Regions from separate parts of the Zea mays genome. Here regions 1 and 2 are each linked to region 3. Evidence: chromatin contacts called from public Hi-C data. All regions are on one chromosome and are shown on one strand. The core of a region is the stretch at or near the end of the contact, and the rest is flanking DNA. Distances in the headings are between cores, read along the strand shown. Region 1 holds the start of LOC100285562 (glycosyl hydrolase, family 43 protein). Region 2 holds the start of LOC100282574 (ischemia/reperfusion inducible protein). Region 3 holds the start of LOC100216592.

The links. A called contact is a pair of places that touch in the nucleus more often than the background predicts.
Region 1: a contact with region 3 is called in a Hi-C map of ear, with 1.7 times the contacts expected there. The contact joins the promoter of LOC100285562 here to the promoter of LOC100216592 in region 3. A contact is called at or near these places in 2 of 25 Hi-C or Micro-C datasets (ear and tassel).
Region 2: a contact with region 3 is called in a Hi-C map of tassel, with 2.5 times the contacts expected there. The contact joins the promoter of LOC100282574 here to the promoter of LOC100216592 in region 3. A contact is called at or near these places in 2 of 25 Hi-C or Micro-C datasets (ear and tassel).

The regions. Positions count from the first base shown.
Region 1 is chr1:22,927,932-22,932,170 of Zm-B73-REFERENCE-NAM-5.0, forward strand. LOC100285562 (glycosyl hydrolase, family 43 protein) reads right to left here and starts at 2,531. Exons shown (of 3, transcript NM_001158453.1): 1 at 2,398-2,531; 2 at 1,191-1,779. The coding sequence starts at 1,748.
Region 2 is chr1:22,828,288-22,833,133 of Zm-B73-REFERENCE-NAM-5.0, forward strand. LOC100282574 (ischemia/reperfusion inducible protein) reads left to right here and starts at 2,295. Exons shown (of 5, transcript NM_001155482.1): 1 at 2,295-2,462; 2 at 4,243-4,464; 3 at 4,768-4,846. The coding sequence starts at 2,383. LOC100276830 reads right to left here and starts at 2,240. Exons shown (of 9, transcript NM_001150539.2): 1 at 1,942-2,240; 2 at 1,755-1,847; 3 at 899-1,074; 4 at 766-812; 5 at 289-358; 6 at 1-58. The coding sequence starts at 2,111.
Region 3 is chr1:23,070,839-23,075,416 of Zm-B73-REFERENCE-NAM-5.0, forward strand. It overlaps LOC100216592, which reads left to right and starts at 2,041. Exons shown (of 6, transcript NM_001360042.1): 1 at 2,041-2,271; 2 at 3,470-3,779; 3 at 3,866-4,142; 4 at 4,408-4,578. The coding sequence starts at 3,576.

The sequences.
Region 1 (4,239 bases), core at 1,281-3,780, 140 kb before region 3:
ATGCTGTTACACTATCAGTCACTCGGTTTAATCAATTAAAGAACTGCAATCACACAGCACAATGCACCTCCCAATGAACCACCGCTGGTGTCAATGTCTAGTGGGAATGAAAGAACTGAGATCACTGGCACAATGCACCCAGATAATCACCCTTGGCGTGCATATATATATTTTCAGGTGTATGCACGCATGCTTGTCTGCCTTAGTGCCTTTGCCTTCTAATCTCAATGGGCCAAAGTTCTTCTCTAATCATGATCTAACATTCTGGTTTTGCCACAAAAAAACCTACAGGTGCATGACAAAAGCCTGTAACCAGATTTTTTATTTGGTATTTTGCAAATTCGAACCCAAATCTACTGATATTTCATAGTTCCAATTTGGTGTATAAAAAGTGTTAGTTTGTAAGCAAAGAAAATGTTGGAGCTCAAACCAATTTCATATGAATAATAAACAATCGAAATTGTTACTAGGTTTTCATCTCTATGCACCAAGTAACCTGCTTTAAAACAACCCAGTCAATTTTCTCACCTTACCAATAGACCATAACTTCCAATACGTCCCCTAGAAATTTGGCCTCACCAACAGAATCTAAAAGGTCACGAAAATTAGATGTATGCATTAGCACACACTACATATGGACTGAAATGCTCGGTCATATTTAGAGAAATTAAACCTTCTTCTACATATTAGCTTTTTTTTTCAAGTGTTGCACATATTAGTTTTTTTTATCTGTTGCACATATTAGTTTTTTAGGAGTTCCACAATGTTTCTATGTATCTCCAAGTTGGTTTATCTAACGAGAAAGAAAAACATAATCTCTCAAACAATATGATTACTAAATCTTGGAGCAAGAGATTAGTTTGGAACAGCAACGCAACAAACTGCAATTCCTACACGGAAGTTCTGAAATGGGGTAAGTTGATCCTTTCCATCATTCTTCTCCAGCCCACATTTCTGTCTACTGGTCATGTGCAATGCATGCTAAAGTCGAAATTCTGAAAAGGTACTAGCTAGCTAACATAGACGAATTTGATGATGTCAGATTTATATTTTGGGGCATGCACACTAAAAATGCATTTGAGTTAGACATTCACATTAGGTGAAACAATTGAGTTGAGTACTTCTACAGCCAGATACCGTTTGTTTCAGACCACAAATAGGTGCTGATAGTATCAGAAAGTACAACTCACCCTGTCTGCTCCCTTGCTGTGAGCTTTGTAGGTTTTGCCATCCTTGTTCTCCCCGTACCAGAAATAGGTGTTGGTCCTCTTATCATACAGGACACCTCCTCCATGAGCTTGAATTGGTTTTCCATCAGTGTCCAACCAAATTCTTCCTGGGTAGTAGAAGTACATGCTGTCATTTCCACCATTGATTGGATCCACAGCCGTGTTCAGTTCTGGGAAGAACATATCATGCACTGCAGAAGACTCATCCAAGAACTCATCCACTATTGTAGGCGACTTCTTCTCTCCCTTGCGGCGCACAGCCCGGGGATTCCTCCGGCTCCGGGGAGGAGCTAGCCGGAACTTCTCCTCCTCCACCACTTCCAGTTCCCTCATAATCGATCGGCGGATCTCGTGTGTACTCATATTCTCACCCTCCTCCTTATGAATGATGAGAAGATGGAAATTCACAACGACGACCAATGCCGCTAGGCTCCACAGTACCAGAGTTAGGGACCGGTGGGTTGCCGCCGGGTACCAGCGGAAACCCAACGCCTTTGGGTGCCTGCTCCGCATACCCATGGCGCCGCTTAACTACTCCAGTTGACACGCGCTGCAGCAAAAGTGGAGGAGTTGAGCTCAAAAACTGCACAAAATTAGGCTGGAAAGAAACATCAGTTGGAATTTATGCAAAGAGGATAATTCGCGTGCCAAATCAAGAAGGGTGAAATTGGAGCAGAATGAAGCGGAGTTTGGAAATTCTCCGGAAAAGAAATGAGTTTGTTACCAACACTCAACAAACCCAGATTCGTGTTCTACACTCAAGTCAGGGAACTACTAAAGGAAAGAGGCAGGCAACCTTAACAGCTATTAATCATGGCCTACTACCGGACTACCCGCTCCCTGGCCGCCGCAAAAAATGAAGCAACCAAAATGGAGAACTGTATCAACAATCCAGTAACACAGCTCATCATGCTCAGGCATAGATTCGTACGGAGACCAGATAATTCAGCAGGAACCACACACAAACTTATCAGGAAAAGAAAAATGAAGAGGCGAAAAGGAGAAGATGGAGAGAAAGCGATGCTCACCATGGCAGGTTGATCCAGAGAAGCGAAGAGGACAAATGAAAGCTAATCTAAACTAAAACAAACCTGCTACCAGCTAGCTGTAGAATACAACAATAGAACAATTTCAGAAGCTAGCAGATATTAAAATCGGCGCAGCTCACCATGGGCTAGTCCTTGTCGAGATCTTGGCGAGAGATGGTTGGGGCGCCCCGATTAGCTTAGCCCGAGCCGCGATCCCAGGGAGATTAGTGGGGCTGTCTTGGCTTGAGCGGCTGGCAACGCGACCTGATGAGTGGTTTGGTAATTGGTATGGCTGGGTGGCTGCCTTCCTTGCGAACAGTTCGCGAACTGCGGCGTTGCTCTGGAAAGGTCGCCCGTCACATTGTGGTGGGTACGGCGTGAGAGTAGAGTGGAGGGGCACTCGGACACCTGGCTTGTGCCCGCGCAGCGTGCCTTCCGTTGGGTTACGTCCGTACTCGTCTCGACTCTCGAGTATGCCAGGCAGTAGCTGTGCGTTGGTGTCGTGTATACCGTACTCTTTGTAGAGTAAAATAGGAAATAACATAGAGATGTGATAGAAGATATGTTGAGACTGTGTTCAGCGGTTCCCCTAAATTTTTCTCATGTATCACTTTTTTGTGTCACATCATAAACATTTCACCCCCTATTTTTTCATCTCCCGCAGTGGTTCCCTCTAAATACTCCCTCTATACCCCACTACAACTATAAAATATCATTTTCTATATCTACTATCAATTTTTTATCTACTAACAATTACTCGTGGACCCACAGCACAGTGCCGTAGGGGATAAACAATGTTCCCCTACATCCGAGGAGAGAGAAACGATGAACGCTACGTAGAGTAAGGGGAAGGGGGCAGCGATGTGCGCAAAGAGGTGCCCTGTAGCCACCACAGCAAGGGGAGTGGAATGCTCGCGGGGACCGTTGAAGAGAGTCAGAGTATAGGGAGTGAGATAGGGGACCACCTCTTAAGTTTACCAGCTAGGTTAGACAAACCTTATAAAATAAGAGCACGGTAGTTAGTGTTTGGACTAAGAGTCCTAACCAACTAGTAAATAATGTCGTGTGGCCAGTGTCGGGGACCATAATTAGGGGTACCCTCAAGACGCCTAATTCTCATCTGTTAACCCCCATCAGCATAAAGCTGCAGAGGCCTGATGGGTGCGATTAAGTCAGGGATCAGTCCATACCAGCGACTCGATCATGCCTCGCCCGAGCCTAGCCTCGGGCAAGGGCAGCCGACCCCGAGGGGTTTCTGTCTCGCCCGAGCCCCCCCCCCCTTTTAACGGCGGACACATCTCCGGCTCGCCCGAGGCCTTGCCTTCGCTAAGAAGCAGCCCTGACTAAATCGCCGCGCCGACCGACCGAGTCGCAGGAGCGTTTAACGCAAAGGTGGCCTGACACCTTTATCCTGACACGCGCCCTCCGGCAGAGCCGAAGTGACCACCGTCACTTCGCCGCTCCACTGACTGGTCTGACAGAAGTACAGCGCCGCCTGCGCCACTCCGACTGCAGTGCCACTTGACAGAGTGAGACTGACAGGCAGTCAGGCCTTGCCAAAGGCGCCATAGGAAGCTCCGCCCGACCCAGGGCTCGGACTCGGGCTCAGCCCCAGAAGACGGCGAACTCCGCTCCGCCCGACCGAGGGCTCGGACTCGGGCTAAAGCCCCGGAAGACGGCGAACTCCGCTCCGCCCGACCCAGGGCTCGGACTCGGGCTAAGGCCCCGGAAGACGGCGAACTCCGCTCCGCCCGACCCAGGGCTCGGACTCGGGCTAAGGCCCCGGAAGACGGCGAACTCCGCTCCGCCCGACCCAGGGCTCGGACTCGGGCTAAGGCCCCGGAAGACGGCGAACTCCGCTCCGCCCGACCCAGGGCTCGGACTCGGGCTAAGGCCCCGGAAGACGGCGAACTCCGCTCCGCCCGACCCAGGGCTCGGACTCGGGCTAAGGCCCCGGAAGACGGCGAACTCCGCTCCGCCCG
Region 2 (4,846 bases), core at 1,045-3,544, 240 kb before region 3:
GGTACCTTGGGCTCATGGAGGTCTGAATGTATCATCCAAAAGATTGATGATACTTGTTCTACAATAGAACATATATCTATTAATGCACTTTAGTGTTACTTGAAGGCATTTAGAAGTCCAGAGTTTGAAATAAGGACGTACAATGTTACAGATCTATACTAACACTAAAAGACAAAGATGATTCACATCCCCAAAATATTATTACAAGGCTAGAAATGAAGTCTCAGCTGCTCAAGAAGGTTACACTAACACTATGATATGCATGGAAAATAGAACAAGCGGGGATACCATGGCTTCGAAGGTTACTAAGAAGGCCTGAAATTGATGACACTGAAGCATGCCTTAACATGGAGCTAATCTGAAATTGCATAGAAGATGCAAATGAAAGTTAAATATAAGAGCAATGAGTGAATGCACTTCAATCTTTTCAAAAATTGGATTATATTAAGAGATACTATAGAGTCTTCCTTCAAACAGTAAACAATACCAAAACAAATAGTGGAATACTTTTGAATGATGTCATACTGCCCTATTGTTAGTGAGATAATGCTTTAGCTGTTATGTCTCATGCTTCCACAAACTGCATTTGTCAAATCAGTTCCATAGATAATTAAACATGGACGATGGAAAATGTTCAACAAATGATATTAATCTCAGTAGGAACCCCAGTTTTGTCAACGGGAAAAACAAAGTTACTATACATAATCCGAACTCAAGTATTGTTTCCACCAACAAAAAAGTCACAGAGAAGTTGTTAGTTCTTACTGAGTCAACAGCCACAGAAAAATATGTTTTGCCTTCTCCTTCAAAACCTGACATTCATAATGTAAGCAAGTTAGGATTATAGGGTAGAAACAAAGGAACAATAACAGGTCAAATGCTTTATGGTAGATAATACCTCCTCCAAGTTCAGTAGTGGAGGACATCAATTTTGTAACATCCTTCACACTTCTATAAACAGTAATATTATCTTTATTTGTTGAGAACTGCTTTGCACTGTTCCCTTGATGCTGCTGATTTTGAATCTTCTGCTTCCATCCAAGTGGGTCAGAGTAGCAATCCAATATTCTAACACTGATGAATGAGTGTAAGATTGTCATGAACATTTTATCAAAAAGAATGCATTCTGCCACAGATAATGTGACAAAAGAGTATCCAGTTAGCTTGAACGTTTAACTCTTCAGATGGCATATCAAACTGCCAAATCGGTATATCAACTTCAGATTTTAAATTGAAAAGTAGACTATATGAACATTTATGGATTTTAAATTTTAAATTTCTTTGCATAGTGGCCCTACAGCTGCTTCTGGTATTTGTGTTACCAAAGAATCCAAAATCTGATTTTGCACATGCTGAGATACCAATAGTCAAATTTGTGCTCGGCCAACCAAGACGAACAGAAAATAAAAAAATAGCGGTATATTTTAAGAGTGAATGGAAATGCATAAGCTCCCACTCCAAAAAGTTAGTTAATATATGGATCTTCTTTGATCTATGCTTAAGGGCAGCTACATTGGCTAGGCACTAGACCACCCTGATACAAAAGAGGTTTTAGTTTTGCAATCACTCCAAAATTTATTAAATTGCCAATTTTGCTCCAATATATTTTGCCTTGAATAAATATTCTGAATAGGAGACTCAAATTGGAGTCAAATTCTAACACCAATGTCCACGTAGGAGTAACATTCCGTGTGCTCGTTTCGGTCTGTGCACAACAAACAACTTTTGTTTATCATAAATGGTTGAGATCATACCATCGGTCCAAAGCATTTGCGTCAAGGTTGCGGCGGCGCATGAATTCCAGGTACACCTGTGGGCTCCGATCAAACGCCACAACCACCAGTCCCCTGCACCAACAGAAGTTCACAACAAAGCTAATTCGCATCATCAGCTAAATCTGTGCAAAGCCTACGCACCAGGAGGCGAAGAGAATAACAAAACCTGGCCTGCGCCTTCCCTGCGGCGACCTGGGAGGCGAATGCGGCCGCGATGTGGAGCATCGCACCCGCCGCGAGCGGGCAGCACTTGAGTGATCCCTCCACAGCCAGTGCCGGCGCGTGCTCGCCGTCGAGCCGTCCGTCCCGGAGGCACCTCACGACCGCCTCCGCCATCCTCCCCGCCGCCGCCGGCCGCCGCTTAGTGCCTAAACCCTAGCCCCCACAAGAGCCCGAGACGGGTCGCCAAACTCCCGGAAGGCCTGGAGGCAAGAGTAACGCGGGGCCCAGCTGTCAGAGAAACACGGGACCCCTTACCCGTGTCGGATATAATCAAGCCGTCGTTTGACCCCGCCTCGAAACCTTTTGCCGTCTTGCGGCGGCCTTCTGCTCCGCCGCTCGTTCTCATATCTTGCGGCGGCCTGGGGAAAAAGAGGAGAGATCGGAGATGAAGGCGTGTGCGAAGGCTGCGGGGGAGAGGCTGTCGCTGGTCTGTGCTCCGTCAACTAGGCAGCCTCTAGCTCGGAGGTATTATTATCTATCTCTGTCTCTCTGGGGTCAATTCTTCTCCGCTTGCTCCTTAATCATTCGATGCCCTCGTTTCATAATTTCGATATGCTTATTAGGCAATGTTATCAGTTATTTAAATACGTATATAGAAACAAAAGATTGACATGTAGGAGTGCATGCATCCATCTAGAATGAGTTGTTCTGCTAGTGCGCATAAGCATGCCACTGCGGCACTGCCCAGTAGCGGAGCCAGAGTATTGTGCTTGTGCCACTGGGGTCAGGCACTGGCCACTGGGCTTGGCAGTTCTAACATTTTTTTTGTTTGCTTATATGGAAGAGTGATTTGATGGTTTCACAGTTCAAATTGGAAAGCATGAGTTGACCCTGAAAATTACATATACCTCCGGCACTGTCACAAATTGGCGCATTAGTATCTTTATTATTATTACTGGGTTGCCTAACTTTATTTAACAGTTAGATTACTATAATATGCTTTCGTGCTCCTTCGTATGTGCGGAGAATGGAAAAATACAAAATGCATGAACAATTGCACCTCCCAACTAGCTGGATACAAATTATGTGATGTCAAGTGATTCTTTTGAGTTTTGTATTCGATCATCACTGTATCTATAAAGTTAAAAATGCCCACCAGTAGCAGCTAGCCCCGTCCCTAAGATTTTGGTGGCATGGGGCAAAGCAAAGGTGGAGGCCCTAAGACAACATTTTTTTATTATCTTGATTCCAAATCAAACTTTAGCACATTGAACGAACATGAACTATTGTTAGGGAACTAAAATCTGTTATTTTTTAATAAATAAAAGATGTTTCATTGAGATGTTTCCAAATTCAGTCCATTATTCTTCAAGAAATATTCGTAGTGTTAGATTTCAAAGGCAAAAGGAAGAATTTTTTTACCAAGTCCAGAATTCAGGATCTTTTGGACAAACTGTGTATCAATCCATTTGTGTGTTTCCTTTATTTTCCCACATCCAGATAAATGGTTTATACACATGTTACTTAAACCCTAAATAATATAAGAGATGAAAGCAAGGAATAAATCACATGAATTTTATGTTTTGGAACACACTGAAGTTATAAGTATATATTAGAGCCTATCTTGAGTTTTTAGTGGCAGCACAGTCTAGGCTAGACAAAATTTCAGCAGAGAGCTATGAATTGATATCATGAATAATGATTTTGGAACCTTATAAGCATTAAACTGTGTGTGTGGGTGGGGGGTAGTGCTGGAACGCAAAAGGGTGCACCGTGGTCAAAGGTGTATATAAACAATACAATCAAGATTCGTGTGCCTGTATTTTATATATGTACACAAGTAATACTAGCTTGCCTACCTCAGGTCTCCTTGTCATCTGGGTCCCAGGCCATTGGACGCTCTTCCCCTGCTGTTGCTCTGGGACACCTGGGCCTGGTAGTACCTTTATGCTGATTGACCTTGTTGTTACACCGTGCTACCAAGTTCATATCATTAGTATAGATTGGGTCTGCTAATTGATATTCCGTGTACTCTTTACGAGAAAATTGGGATCTTAAGTTTCTTGGTTTGCTAGTGAACTGCAGACACAAACAGTACTGAGAAAATTGTGGGCATGATGAACTTCATCCTCAGTTTTCTAAACGGTGTCACATATTGCTAGTGGAATAAGTATTCCTTGAAAATTATTTGCTTGAGAACTATGTTTTCCATGGAGATTCTTTTTTTGTGCACTGGAGAACTATTTGCTTCTTTTGTCACATTACTATATGGCATAATGACATGATGACACATTCCTATGTTTAGCTTTGTTAAGGCAAGAAGATTACCCTCTCAACATGAGACGAAGTCACAAGTATCCTGCTCGGTTAGGGTGTCAGAAAACACAGCTCACAGAATAGATGCCACAGCAGAAAATATTTTCCCAGCAGTGAAAGATCATGTCTTGAAAGCAACTGATGCAATCAACAGAGGAGAAGTGATTGCGGTGCCTACTGATACCATATACGGGTTTGCATGTGATGCATGGTTCGTGTTTTCTTCCCCCTAGTGCCATAGGAATTTTAATGCATATACACGATATAGTTAGGAGTATACAGCAATATTAAGTTCTTTTGTAATAATTGCAGTATCAATATGTACCCATAAAAAAAGTGAGATGAAACCTACACAAATATTTCATATATCCCTTTTAGTTACTTTTTGACTTTCATCCCCAGCAAGAAATTAGGACTTATCCATTGAAGATGAGAATTTCATTTAGGGGTTTCTTTGGGTGTTTCATTTTTTGTATTCTTATTGGCTTGGTCCTTAAAACACTCTTCATGACAGCTCTGCAGGAGCAGTTAATCGTATTTATGAGATCAAAGGACGCATACAAACAAGGCCTCTGGCAATTTGTGTTGGTGAT
Region 3 (4,578 bases), core at 791-3,290:
TGAGTGCCAACTCAAGTGCTTAAATGTGAATTTATGCAATGGATGAACAAAGTGCAAATCTAGAGCAAAGGTATGTTTCTAAGTCTTAGTACATTGGCTTTGTGTACTAATTTATTTGTCTAAGTGTTAGAAACAGAAAGAAGAAGAGAAGAGAAGACTTGGCTGTGTGCAGCCAAGGGGCTGCTTCGGTCTGGGGCACCGGACTGTCCGGTGGTGCACCGGACAGTGTCCGGTGGTGCACCGGACAGTGTCCGGTGCGCCAGGCCGCCTCGGCCGAAGAGGCCGCTCTCGGGTTTTTCTCCGGCGACTTCGGCTAAAATTCACCGGACTGTCCGGTGTGCACCGGACTGTCCGGTGAGCCAACGGTTGGCCGGGCCAACGGTCGGCCGCGCGATCGGCGCGCGACACGTGGCCGAGCCAACGGTCGGGAAGGTACACCGGACTGTCCGGTGTGCACCGGACATGTCCGGTGCGCCAACGGTGCGCAGGTCTGACTCAGACAGCAACGGTCGGATGCGCTGTTTATGGAAACAAATCGGGCACCGGACAGTGTCCGGTGTGCACCGGACTGTCCGGTGCGCCCGACGACAGAAGGCAAAGATAGCCTTCCAGATGTGTTCTCAACGGCTCCTAGCTGCCTTGGGGCTATAAAAGGGACCCCTAGGCGCATGGAGGAGAACACCAAGCATTCCTACAACTCTTCTAAGCACCAAGACATCAATCTCACGCATTCGTTTCATTGTGATAGCATATAGAGCTCTTGTGGAGTTGTGAACTCTTTGTGTTGCATTGCGAGCTCTTGTTGCGACTTGTGTGCGTGTTGTTGCTCTGATTTTCTAGTCTTGTGTGCGTTGCTAATACCCACCTTACTCCGTATTTCTTTGTGAACTCAATTGTAAGGGCGAGAGACTCCAAGTTGTGGAGATTCCTCGCAAACGGGAAAAGATCAAAGGAAAGAAAAACACCGTGGTATTCAAGTTGATCATTGGATCACTTGAGAGGAGTTGAGTGCAACTCTCGTCCGTTGGGACGCCACAACGTGGAGTAGGCAAGTTTTGTACTTGGCCGAACCACGGGATAACCACCGTGTCAACTCTGTGATTGCTTTCTTGTGGTTATCGTGTTTTGAGTTCTCTCTAGCCACTTGGCCATAATTGTGCTAACACTTAACAAGTTTTTGTGGCTTAAGTTTTGAAGTTTTACAGGATCACCTATTCACCCCCCTCTAGGTGCTCTCACAAACCCTAGTAATTAAGGCTAATACTCAAATCCATAGTACAAACAAAAACACGAGGTTCATTACCTTGCCCTTACTCAGGAGAAGCTTAGTGATCAATCCCTTGTCTTGGTAAATGATGTGGGTGGAAAAGACGAAGAAGACCTTCGTGTGGCTCTATATTCCTAGCGTGTGAATGATTTTGTGGCACTTGTTGCATCCGAGTCAATGATGCAATAAGGAGTGTTAGGTCACCCATCAAGCCTAGTTTGGATACTTTACTATTGACCATGATCTATATATATTAAATTGAATTATAGTATAACTTAAACTAATTTACACTTAATCCACCCAACACATATTTATTGAGGTTAATACACAGTATCCAAATAGAAGCCTCACTCGTGAGCGTGAGGCTAGCATAGTCGTGCCAGTGCCAGACGGTCAGTATGACAATTTGATTTGGCCAGTCAGAAAGATTGGCGTGATCAGAGTTTAGTTTTAGAAGAGAAAAAAACTGTTATTTTTATAAATATTTAAAAATATAAAAAACTATCTTGTTCCACGAATCTTTTTGAAATATATACGGTACCCTGACGAGCAGGCACGTGACAGTGACACCACAGCCCGTTCTTCAGGTTTTCTCAATTACTGGACCACATTTTCTGGCATTTCATGGCAAGGTCCTCGATCAGATCATTTTCACCAAGGATAGACGCGCACAATCATCACCGACATGTGGGGCCTCCTGGGGTCCAAATGAGGCCCGGCCCACTACAAGCCCTCAAAAGCATCGCGCACCTCCATTCCCATCCGGCTATCCCCTTTCAGGCCTTCACCGCTTCAAACCTCGTCTGATCCTCTCACCTGCTCACCGAGTCACCTGCTGTCCAAGGCTCCAAGCACCCGCCAATCGGCCGCTGCCGAACCCGCAACCGGAACCTGCCTCCAGGCTGCTTCCACCGGGCGAGGGCGAGGGCGAGGCACACGCCGCAAACCGCAGTAACGCACACGCCGGGGCACGCCGCACGGCACACAACAAACAACGTGCCCTCGTAAGCGTCTCCTCGGCTCGCCTTCTCATCTGCTCCTATTGGATTTTGCGGGGCTGGGCGTGAGCGTGTGGGCTCTTGTAGCGGGGGATCCATGAGCAGCCAACCCTAGCTTGCCTGGACGGGAACTCTCTACAGCTGTCTTTCGCGATTCTCCTCGGGCGTGGGTTTTGTTGCAGGAGGTGTTTCAAGCTGCATTGAGCCACCGTGCCCGGAGTTTCCTGTCTCTTAGTCCTTCGTTCAGTTGCGGATTTCTTTGCTGCGTTCTGGAGTGGAGGATCGACGTGCTCCTTTCGTGGCTGTTTGATGCTTGTTGAGTTCGAGTAGGTTCGTATTCCTGGTTCGGAATTCAGTAAGGTCAGTTTCTCGCTGCTTGGAACTTGATCCGAGGTGTTAGTTTAATTTCTGAGATATGATCGGGAGGGGATCAGCGGTGCTGCATTTTCTCGGGAGATTGTACGGCGCGCCCGAATCCTGCTCTGCACTGCTGTTTCCTGAAGTGCAAAGAGTGGGTGTCTATTGTCTTGTTGCAATGCAACTCATGTGCATATCCAGTTCTCTTTCTGTCCCTAATGACTTGTTTGTTTTCGGGGGTATGGTTGCCATGGTTGATTGCGATATATGGAAATGGAGGGTGGAATTTATCTCTCTACTATCTGCTGTGTAGTGGGCCATTGCTGCTGTTGACACTCGACGGTAGGATCGGCCGTTGCCCTATATATTTGTGTTATTAGGTCTGTATAGGAGGTGATGATGTTTGTTTACCTTATTACTCGCCGTTAGCGGGAGCGCGAGTGCAAACAGTTGTTAGTCTATCGCCATTAGACTCCCTATTTTAAACTCCACTTTATAACCAATATCGTCTACAGTACAAAACAGTGTTTTGCACACCCGTTTACACACCCGCTGGAGTTGGCCTTAGCCTCGTCACATCTGTTCTACATTTGTGTGCCTGAAACTCTGAACCTCCCTACTGGTTACTACTCCTATTCATGGTGCTGTATTTAAAAAAAGAATCTGAGACGTCACTCTAACTTGAGAAATTAGGAATAGAGAACTGCTAAATCTGACATCGCTCATAGGTCTTCTGTTTTCTGTTCTCCCTTTATATGGAGCTTTATGTGATTGCTCATGATTTTCTTGCTTAGTAGTGTATCTAATTACTGATATATGACTGAGACTTCTTGTTTGTCATTGCTAGGCCCTGCAGTCTACCTGGTTCTATTGTGCCCCGACAGAAGATCCTGAGAGCTAGAGCTGTTTTTTTCCCTACATATAGTTAAGTTAAATTATCTGCACAGCCGAAGATGTCCGCGATCATGTTATGTACCTGCAGCGGGGACCAGTCCAAGTTTGAAGATCTTCCTAGATCGCCAGAATCTCTTGCAACACGTGACTTTTCAGCGAATTGCTCTTCTTCAAAGATGGCAAGTCGAGAAACAACTCCTGATGACAGCCAAGTAAATGAAGTAGAATCAGACCTAAAAGAAACCCTTTCACTAAATTATGAGGTTTGGCTCAACACTTCTGCTCTTCAAACAAGATAAGCTGTATTGCAAAGATCTACTCATTGTATGATTTATTTGCTATGTAATAGGAGGCTCGAGCATTGTTAGGTAGACTGGAACATCAGAGAGGGAACTTTGATGCAGCATTGCAAGTTCTTCAGGGGATTGATATAAGAAGCCTGAGACCACGAATGACCACTGCTATTGCTGAAAGTGTCAAGCCTAGAATGCCCCCACGCTCTTCAAGACGAAAATCTTCACAAGTGAACGGAATGCTTATGCATATGTCCATGCATTCTGTAAGCTTGCTTCTAGAGGCCATACTGCTTAAAGCAAAATCTCTGGACACCCTTGGTAGAGCAGCAGGTATTAACTGGCTATTTGCTCAATGTGCTTTCTTGTATTGTACGTAAGCACTTTCATCTGAAATCTTTACAGTAGCTCTAGAACCATTGCAAATTTGCTGTTGTGCTATCTCTGTTGAGTAGCTATTTTTTTTTTATAAATTAATACTGAAACATATGTATTTGACAACCTGAAGTTTGTTATGCTAGTGTTAACAACTTCTGCAACTGAAAGAGCTTTGCTGTATCCATCTGAATTTTCACTTCGTGCTATCTTGCCATGGCAGATGCTGCAGAAGAATGCAGAACCATCATAGACATTATAGAGTCTGCATGGCCATATGGTGTTCCGGATGGTACTTCTGAAGAGTGTAAGCTAATAGACATATTCCATTCGGCTCTAGAATATCTTCCTAAACTGTGGATGAGGAGTGGTTGTTTTGATGAAGCCATCATCG